Linked DNA regions of Mus musculus: region 1 is linked to region 2. A link is a contact called in public promoter capture Hi-C data. All regions are on one chromosome and are shown on one strand. Each heading gives the region's core, a stretch centred on a gene start, on an enhancer-like site or on the middle of the called end of the contact. The rest is flanking DNA. Distances are from core to core; before and after follow the strand shown. Region 1 has its middle 15 kb from the start of Gm30028. Region 2 holds the start of Hspb8 (heat shock protein 8).

The links. Promoter capture Hi-C pulls out the DNA fragments that hold promoters and counts their contacts.
Region 1: a promoter capture Hi-C map of hippocampal neurons shows a contact between it and region 2, with 3 times the contacts expected there. The contact joins the enhancer-like site here to the promoter of Hspb8 in region 2. A contact is called at or near these places in 1 of 39 promoter capture datasets (hippocampal neurons) and 4 of 115 datasets of contacts at active chromatin or transcription factors (VIP interneurons, astrocytes, embryonic basal ganglia and 1 more).

Annotation. Positions count from the first base shown.
Region 1 is chr5:117,030,945-117,035,959 of GRCm38.p6, reverse strand. No RefSeq gene overlaps it. Among named protein-coding and RNA genes, the nearest start is that of Gm30028, 15 kb to the right of the region's middle. Within about 2 kb of position 3,564, at least 13 of the 459 cell types and tissues checked have an H3K27ac peak or open chromatin away from gene starts, as enhancers often do. A contact at or near this core is called in VIP interneurons and hippocampal neurons, where this site is marked.
Region 2 is chr5:116,419,207-116,424,263 of GRCm38.p6, reverse strand. It overlaps Hspb8 (heat shock protein 8), which reads left to right and starts at 1,400. Exons shown (of 3, transcript NM_030704.3): 1 at 1,400-2,151. The coding sequence starts at 1,785. It overlaps Gm42009 (a long non-coding RNA gene), which reads right to left and starts at 1,271. Exons shown (of 2, transcript XR_878709.3): 1 at 843-1,271.

The DNA.
Region 1 (5,015 bases), core at 2,315-4,814, 610 kb before region 2:
TCTGTGGATTGCTATACATGGGATCATCATTCGGCCAGATCACGATTTATAGTGTGTGTACATGCATGCATGCATGCACGTGTGCCTAGCTGGCCAGTGAGCATGGGGACTCTGCTGTCTCTACGTCCCCAGTTCTGGATTATAGGAGCATGTCTCCACCCACATGTTTCTTTTCCTCATGGGTTCTGGGATCCAACTAAGGTCCACACATTTGCCAGATAAGCACTCTCTCAGCCGAGCTGCCTCCTCAGACCCTACTGAACTTTAGCTCCCGTGTCACTATTAGCTATAGGCTCCTCCTCTGCGGGGCTCTCATTCTGGTGGGAGACAGCAGGCGGGGACTGCCCTTTGGGTGCATTTTCAAGCTGTGATAAATATTCAGAAGAGTGCAGTGTGCACAACATTACCAGTGCCCTGACGGCGACAGGTAAGTGTCTCTCGAACAACAGGTGTCGTATGAATGGCTGGTAGTATTATCATATAATGAGTCTTCTAAAACCTTTCCGTAGCAATTATTGCCGAGACTTTATTGAGCGCTTTATGTGACCCAGCCACTATGCTGAGTACCACAAGATGATTATCTCTCGTGCTAGATGCGGATGCTGAGGCTGGCTCTCCCTGTCTCCTAGGAAATAGCCCAATAGGTAGTTGGGTATTTGAACCTTCCCTGCCACCCCCAGGTAGGGTTTCACTATATAGTTTGGACTCATCTCATCACGCATGATCCTCCTGCCTTAGCCTCCTGTGTGCTTGGGTGACAGGCATAGCAGCTTTACCCTTCCTTGCATGGGCTCTCCTTTCCTAGGGGTCCCCTGTTCCTCATCTTCTCGGGTTGGATGATGTGTTTCATTCCAGGCTTGTGGCAGCTGCTCCATCACTTTGCCCATTCTGCAGCCCTGTGGACATCTGCCGAATGTGTTGTCCTATAGATGCTGCTGCCTTTCCGAGAGCCTTGGTCCCCCTACTCCCCAGAATCCTGTCCAAAACTGGCTGCAGATGAGGTGCTCAGTAAAGAACACCTGCCAATGCTCTGTGCGAATGCATTGTGTCTGTAGGGAAGACGCTTTGTCTCCAACAGGCAGAGTGGATTAGAAAGGGGGTTTCTTTTGGACCCAGTGTGAATGAAAACCCAGAAGGTCTTCTAATTCTGACTTGCAATGAGCAGTGTGGCCCGTTAGCTAGCTACTCAACCGCTTGCCCTTGCTAGATGGCACAGACAGCTCTGAGTCCATTTCTAAGGTCTGTCTAGACTTCCTCTTCCTCCTGTCTTCTCAAGTGTGGGTGATACCCCTTGTGTGCATCCCCCAGGACCTTCTGAGGGCAAGAGATGGCTTCTGTGGGCATGGTGACTGTCTTAGCTAGCGTTCTGTTGCTGAGATAAACACCCTGATCAGAAGCAGCTTGGAGAGGACAGGGTCTATCGTCTCTCGGAGACCACAGTCCTTCAATTTTTCAACTCCGTAGTCACAGAGTTGTGTGACCAACATGAAAATCTATGTCTAGGACATTTTGTCAACCAAAGAGACCACATACTTATTCTCAACTACACCTACTTCACACTCCATAAATTTGCTTTCTGTATCAGGGCTTGACACTTCTTGACATTTTATGAGAACAGAACGGAGGAAATGTATAGCCTTTCATTGCTGGATTATTTCTTTTAGCATAGTCTATTCATACTGATCACAAATAAGTACTTTATTCTTTTTGAGAGCTGACTAATATTCCATCTGACCTGTATACCCATCAGTTGACTAATATTTGGGTTTTTTCCAACATCATTCCTCCTGAAAGAGGAGTGACATTAAGTTCTGAGTTTTAAATATGTCTTATTCCTTGCCCAGGGATGGAGGGGGGTCCTGTCTGTTATGTTGGAGTGTCTCTGATGAGCATGATTCCTGGAGCAGAGCTGGTGTCTACCAGTTGGCTTTGTGCAGAAGAACACATCTGTCAATGCCTGCTGTAATAAATGGTGCCAGTCAGGCATCCGCTGCTCTCCTAGGCCTCCCGTTCACAGGATAGAACAAAATGGCGGTATTTTGGGTAAAAGAAAACACCATGAACTACTTTGGACTCGCTTCTTTTTGCTCATCTTGGTGTGTCTAGGAACTTTTAATTTAGCACCATGAGGGCTGGGAAAGATGGCTTAGCAAGCAAAAAACACTGAAGACCAGACTTCCATTCTTAGAACTCAGCTTGGTGGCTTGCATATGTCACCCCAGCCAAGATGGGAGAAGAGATAGAAGGACTGGCTAGAAGCTCATGAACGTACCATAGGGACAGAGTCAAGAGAGACTCTGCCTCAAAGTAAGATAGGAGGAAAGAACTGACACATAAAGAGTTGTCCTCTGGTCTTCACAAATGCACCGTGGAATGTGTATAGCTTTGTATGCAAATACCCACCACACACACAGACACACACACCATACCACATTTATACCCACATACATGCAAATACACACATACCACACAAATACTCCCATGCACACATACACTCTACACATATAACACATACATTCTCTCATATACACACCACACACAAACATACACCACACATATTCTCTCTCTCTCTCTCTCTCTCTCACACACACATACACACACACACACACACACACACACACACACACACCATACATACACACTACACACAATGCATACACTCTCTTTCACACACATACCACACATATATTCATGCACACATACACACTCACATGTACATAAATACATGTAACCAGCTGTCTGGAAGCCATTGCTATCATGCTCTCCCCACCATGGCGGGCTCTGAACAGTGAGTCCGAATAAGCCCTTCCTTCCTTAAATTACCTTGGGCAGACATTTTGTGCAGCAGGATGGAAATAAGTTACACAGAGAGAATAGTTTAAGATGAGGCTGGTCTGGGATGTACCATCTCTGTCTCTGTCGACTCTGGCACAGAGTACGAACGTGTTTGCTCTGTATCTATTCTGAATTCATAACCTATACATCTGGGGAAAGGCTATGACTCAGGCCATAACTATCCTTCTGTTTTTGGAACCTACAAGAGTTGAGTTGTTGCCCGGCAGTGGTGGTGCACGCCTTTAATCCCAACACTTGGGAGGCAGAGGCAGGCAGATTTCTGAGTTCGAGGCCAGCCTGGTCTACAGAGTGAGTTCCAGGACAGCCAAGGCTATACAGAGAAACCCTGTCTTCAAAACAAAACAAAACAAAACAAAACAAAAAACAGAGTTGAGTTGTTTTTTAAAAAAATCTATTTACTTGAATTTGGTGTGTATAACTGTTTTGCCTACTTGCATGTATGAACACGATGTAGGTGTTGAGAGCTGAACCATGGTCCCTTCCCAAGAGCAGGAAGTGTTCCTAACCTCTGAGCCATCTTTCTAGTTCTCTCCCTGTTTGCCTCACGGTGTCCTGGTTTCTTCTACCATCTGCAAGATGGGGCCCATTTGTTTAACCAAGCCATTATTTGACTGGATGCTGCACTGGCAGTTGTTCAACTCGAAGGGGCCCCTTCCAAAGGCCACGGTGTGCAAAGGCTGGCTTGGAGCCCACAGAGGCAGACTCGCTGCACTGCCAACTCCCCCTCCATCAGGGTAGCTCAGAACCCAGATGGTGGCCTCCAGAGGGACACCGCTAGGACAGATTTGCTTCCAGCAGGCGGATGGCTTTAGCTTCAGGAAACAGAGTAGATTTTCAGAGGAAGCCAGGGAGAGCAGATCTGGTTCCAGGAAGGGGTGTTGCCTCAGGCGCTCCCATGGAAAAGAAAAAAAATGGAGAAGCGGCAGATGGGGACTGTTGGCCGGGAAATGACGGTGCTCGTTCAATTAAAATATCAAATGAAGAAGTAATAGGAACAGGGTGTTTAGTAGTGGGCTTCTGATGGCTCAAACCAGGCTGACAGAGGCAGACGATCAAAGTTGCATCATCACAGGCACAGAAGAGATAGGTGGTCATGAAAGTTTCTGCCGCTTAAAATAGCCTCTCCCTTCTTCACTCTTTCAAAGCACCGAAGCATTGATGTCAGTTTAGCAGGTCAGTAGCTATTTATAACCACCACCTAAAGAACTTTCAAACACTATGCAAAGTCTAGAATAGTTCTTCTGTTTAGATTCCTCAGTTTCGAAGCCCTGTGAGTTCCATCCAGACTTGTGTGTGTGTGTGTGTGTGTGTGTGTGTGGTTCTGCTCAGTTTCTTCCAAGGAGAAGATGGAATGTGAGTTCCTGAGTGGCAAGGGCTGAAGGAGAGAGAGCAGCCAGTCAGCCCTTCTCGTACTCATTCTGCCTTTGAGAGAGGGTATTCGGTGGGCTCAGTGGGTCTCTTCCTCAGGACTCTTCTGATTCCTGAATAGAAATAAAGTCACGTGGCTGTGTTTAACAGCAAACTCTCATAGACCCCAGAGCATCATGGGATTGGATTATGGTAAGGCAGCCTTTTTTTTTTTTTTTTTTTTTTTTTTTTTTTTTTGGTGATCTCTATACTTCCCACGATGCTCTCTGAAGTGGAAACTTAAGGGTTTTTTTTGGAGAGTCAGTTGTACTGGATGGTATTTTCCTGGGGCAAACGTGATGTGAAGGAGTGTTTTCCTGAGGTGGATACGGCTGAAAGGCTAAGGCAGACTCATGAAGGAATGTTTCACTGAAGCAGACACAAGGAGAGAAGATGTTCTGCTTATGCAAGCATGTGAAAGGACGTGTGATGAAGGATTCTTTCCTGACAACACCCATGTCTTGGTCTTCCATAGACTGTGTAGTTGAACTCCATTTGTTGGGGCTCCATGGACTGGGGCTGATTGGAAGCACACGCTGAGGCAAGATCTGTGTTGAGGCAAAGCACATGGAGGACACGTGATGTCTGGAGGGTATACATAGAACTTGATGGAGTGATGGAGACGGAGCTTGGCTTGTTGGTACAACTAGCTGTGCAGTGCTTACAGGTCTCATGGCTTCGCTGATCTTAGCTTCCCTGAGAGAGGCACAGCCAAGCACTTCTCCTGGTGTTCCTTCTGGTCCCTCCTGCTG
Region 2 (5,057 bases), core at 151-2,650:
AATGGATAGCATTTGGGACTAGGCAGATGTTCAAGCTTCACCCCACTGTGTCATGTTTTTATTTATGAACCCATGGCGACAAATGATTTTACAGAAGGAGGAGGATTAGAGGTGCAGCTAGCTCTGTGCTGAAATTCTTTCCAGAATGTATAAGGCAGTCAATGAAAAAAAAAAAAGTTTTCTGATGACTTATGACCATTAACTCTCCTGCCGAATGGGACAGTCATACAGTCCTGGAGCTTGTAGCTCTCAGTGCGCGGAAGAGGAGGGTTCCACCACCTGTTTATGAAGCACTTATGAGCAAACATTATGCAACCGATAAGTTGAAAGTTGAAAACTTAAAAGCACAGACTCCTCTCCGAAGTCTATGATGTCACGCATTCCTGACGACACGTCCCAGAGCAGGTTCCTCTCCTGCCCCATTCCACAGGTGGAAAACAGGCAGCTCAGACATGCCTTGGAGTTATATTGCCTCTGATAGAAACTCTTCCCTTGACCAAACTGCAGGCAGACTCCTCCTTGGAGGCCCAGGGGTGCATTCTCTTCACCCAGTTTTAACAAGAACAAGTCAGTTTAGACACAATCCCTATAATTCCATCACCCCCTGATCACCTCTTCCCATGCTTGATCAGTGGTTTTCAAAGCGAGAGCTGGCCACCCCAGTCTGTAGATATAGAGGACTCCAGTTAGATCAGTTTATCCAGAATTCCCTCTGGTCCCTGGATTCCCCCCTGGTCATTTCCCATCCATTGGCCCCCATTCTGCCTCCAGGCTGTAAATCCTCAGTGGCTCAGGCTGTGCTGGGAGTTGAACCCGATCTGTTTTCTCACCCCAAGACCTACCTATCCCAATAGACTCTGACTGACAACGTCCCTCTTTTCATAACTTAAACTGCCGTTTTTTAAAATTTCGTTCTCAGAAGTCTGAGGCTGTAAGACTTGGGCCATACTGTAAGTGGGGATTCCTTGTACTTCTTGATCCAATGAGGGGCTGTCTCTCTTCTGCGAGTCCCTAGAGTAGGAGGCAAGACAGAACATGCACTGAAGATGGTATTTCCAGAGTGTGACCTGAGCCCTCAGCCAGGCGGAGGGTTATTAATAGTCTGGCTTTAGTGCCCTGCGGGGCACGGGTGGATGGAGTGGACGCTGCTGGAGGCAGAGGGAGGGCGGGGGCGGAGCGGAGCAGGAGGAGGAGGAGAGAGTGCCTGAGAGGCTGGCTGGACCCGGACGCCACGGCCCCTCCCAGCTCCCCACCCGCTCCCAGAGCCCAGTTGTTCTCTCAGCGGATTCTCAGGGACTGGTTCATCACCTTTGAATACTCCTGTGACAGGAGGCGCTTGCAAAACCCGCCCCCAGCCCCCAGCAGCAAATAAATAGAAGGCTCCCAGCCCAGAAGCCAGGAGAAGTTTCTAGGCTCGCGAGTCCCCGAGCTTTATTAAACTCCTGGCTGTGCTCAAGACCTCAGCAGGCTTTGGCTGGGAGCCGGGGCAGCCTGGGAGGAAGGCAGCCGGTGGCTTACTGATAGCCAAGCGAGAGAGAGAGGCCCTCTGGGATTCTGCTGGGCCCGCTTAGGGAGGGGGTCACCTTTGTAAGCCAGGACCCCAGCTCAATTCTGGGCAGCCAGCGGATGGTTGGGCTCGTGGCTGAAGGAAGATCAGCATTTTCTGAAGTGGAGAACTAAATTCTGAAAGCCATCTCAAGCCACATCACCTTGCTGTGTGACCTTTGGGTAGGTGGCTCTGTCTCTCTGAGCCTCTGTTTCCCCCTCTAAGTTCGACCAACATCATGGCTGACGGGCAATTGCCTTTCCCGTGCTCCTACCCAAGCCGCCTGCGCCGAGACCCCTTTCGGGACTCACCGCTCTCCTCCCGCCTTCTGGACGATGGCTTTGGCATGGACCCTTTTCCAGACGACTTGACAGCCCCTTGGCCAGAGTGGGCTTTGCCTCGGCTCTCCTCTGCCTGGCCTGGAACCCTAAGGTCTGGCATGGTACCCCGAGGGCCTCCAGCCACAGCTAGGTTTGGAGTGCCCGCTGAGGGCAGGAGTCCCCCACCCTTCCCTGGGGAGCCTTGGAAAGTGTGTGTCAACGTGCACAGCTTCAAGCCGGAAGAGCTGATGGTAAAGACCAAGGATGGATACGTGGAAGTTTCAGGTGAGTCGGGGCGGGCAGGGTCCTGCTTGTGTGTGTGAGTGTGTGTGTATGAGTGAGTGTGTGTGTGTGTTGTGTGCTCGCATGTGCGCCATCACAGGTTCAGCCCAGAAAGAACTTCAGTAGAAGGGACCTGTGACAGACCACATGGCACAGGTGATCTCAGGGCTCAAGAATGCAACCCACAATGTTACCTTCAGAGACAAGTGTTTCTCAGTGGGCAACAGAATGAGTTTGGATATGACGTAGTAGCTGGGGTCCTCAGGACCCTGTGCCCCACCCGAGAGCTGGCAGAAGCCAGGCTAGACATTTTGAAATAGATAATTTAATATAAAGAATAAATGGATGCACCTAGGACTTCTGGAGACATGGGGAGAGGGGTTAGCACACTGACTCGCCGTGCGATCACTAGACAAGGAGACTAAAGTTGGATGGTAATGTCTGCAGTATGGCTCCTATCCTCGGCGAAGAGCTGTCTGCCAGGCGATATGCTGAACCACGACTTCAGCATCACATAGCACTTGTGTTAGTACAACCATACAACCAGAGGACAGGGTTTGTGTGTCCACATCTCCCTTTTGTACTTTAGGAAACGGAGGAACATAGAGGATTAGCATAATTTGTATTTGTTCAAGGTAGCAAAGGGTTCAAACCCAGGAAGGATATATATATATATATATATATATATATATATGTGTGTGTGTGTGTGTGTGTGTGTGTGTGTGTTATATGTAATATATATGTGTGTGTAATATATATGTAATATATATATATATATACATACATATATATATATATATATATATATATATATATATATATATATATATATATGTATATATATATTTCCTCTGGCCCTTCACCCCATGGCTGTCTACTCCCCTTCTTGCAGCTGAGGAGGCCTAGTTCCAGGACATACAGTGAGTCAGCAGAAAGGCCAGAGCAGAGCCTAGGCCTGGTCCCAGCAGCACTAGGCCCAGGGCTTTCCTTACCCCATTGCACTCTGGGAGAAAGAACACATACACAGGGGAAAAAAGACCGAGGGGACAGGAAGCTTGGCCCCTGGTAAGCTGGGCCTAGGCAAAGCTTTCCTCTGCCTCCCTCCCAATTAACAGGCCATTAAAAAGAGCTTGTTCTTGGCAGAGGCTTGTCAGCCAGAAAAATCAATAACAGCCCCGCTGTAAGCACTGGCTGGTCAGGGACAAGCCCCTGCAGTGAGCGAGGCTGTGTTCTAAAGCCGCTTGGAGTAGAATTGTAAACATCAAACGCTCTGAGTGTGGGTGTGGTGGGGCAAGCAGGCACTTAGCTCAGGGGGCGTGCTGATGTGGGTGTGGGCTCCCAGCACTGGCTGGCTGGCTGGCTGGCGAGCCAACACTGGTTCTGCCACTAGCTAACCAACAGGAAGGCTAATTATTTCTTCAGCGACCTTACTCTTTTTCTGGGCCTCCTGGGGTCCCCATGGGACCTCAGGAAGGATGGTGGTAGCCCCCAAGGTATCTTTATCTACATGGTAAATGCACAGATGGTGCCCAGGGTACTAACAGTTAGTTTGTTCTTGGTGGTCATAGTATGGGCACAAGGGAATGTTCTAGTAATAATAAATGATAGACACTCTTTGAAAGAGACCTGGGTTCAAATCCCATCTCTTCTGTGAGATAGCAGTATGGTTGCAGACTCAGAAGTCTTTTCATCACTCTGAGCCTCAGTGTTCTCATCTGCGCAATGGGGATTGTGACCATTCCTGTCAAGCAAGGCTACTGGGAAGATGTAGTAAATGCAGACCATATATCCAGAGTGCCTATAAAATGGAGTTAATGGCACATCCTGCTGACTGAGCTCATCATCACCCCACCTTGTTCTGATTTAATTATGATTAAATTAATTATAATCCAGAGGCTTCCAAATCACCCACACCCTGTAGTCTCTTCTCCATCCTCATTTGAAGCTGCTCCTTAACAGGTGGAGTCTGGCAGCCACAGGCTGAGGTCTCAGCCACAGATGGGCCTTAGTGATCCCAAGGTTCGGGGCATGCTCGGAGCCCGATGTCTCTGTCTGTGAGATGGGAAACCCTGGAAACTGACACAAAAGATAAACCCTGCACACTCACCCCTAACTGTGGCCCCAACTCTGCAGACTCTGAGCCCCACTGAGACTGGGTGCCAAAGCTTTCTCTCATGAAAGGAATTTGAGAACTAAGGTCCGGGACTCCCTGCAAAAGCAAGGGAAAGCCAGGGAACAGAGCCAGGAACAGCTACACCATAGTTAAGAACCTGTCGTTCTGCAAGCAGTTCAGGCCAGACCTTTGCACAATGTCCAACTAGGCTGGCTTACTGGTTACTCACAATGGCTTTTTAAGGAGTGTGGGTAGGATTGTAACACCACCCCTGCTCATTTTACAGATAGTGAAACTGAGTCCTAGGGAAGGCTAACACACCCAGCACAACCAACCACCTGCATCTTCTTTGCCAATACCTAATACTTAAAGACAGACCTGCCTGGAGGTTCATTGGCTGACTCTTGCTGAAACTGTGACCTGCTTAGACACCCCACCCCCAACCCTCTGGCCTCTGCTTTAATATTGGTCTCCCAAAGGAGTTAGGCCAGATTTGCCTCGTCATCTGCTTCTGTCTGCCGGCTGCTGGGGGAGTGGAGGAAAGGCTATTTGGAGTTTTGGATGATGCCGGATGGGCCAAAATCATGAGTAAGCCTCCTCCTGGTGTGGGAGCTTGGAGCTTTCCATGCAGTTCACAGATCTGAGGCATGGCCCTTTCTTACCTATCTGATCCCGTATGAATACCTCACTCCAGGGAAGCTTTTTGGAAAATGTGGGCTCCCGATTTCCATCACACACCGAGCCTTCTCCTACAGCCACCAGCCAAGAATGATCCCCTTCGAGGGCTGCTGGGCCA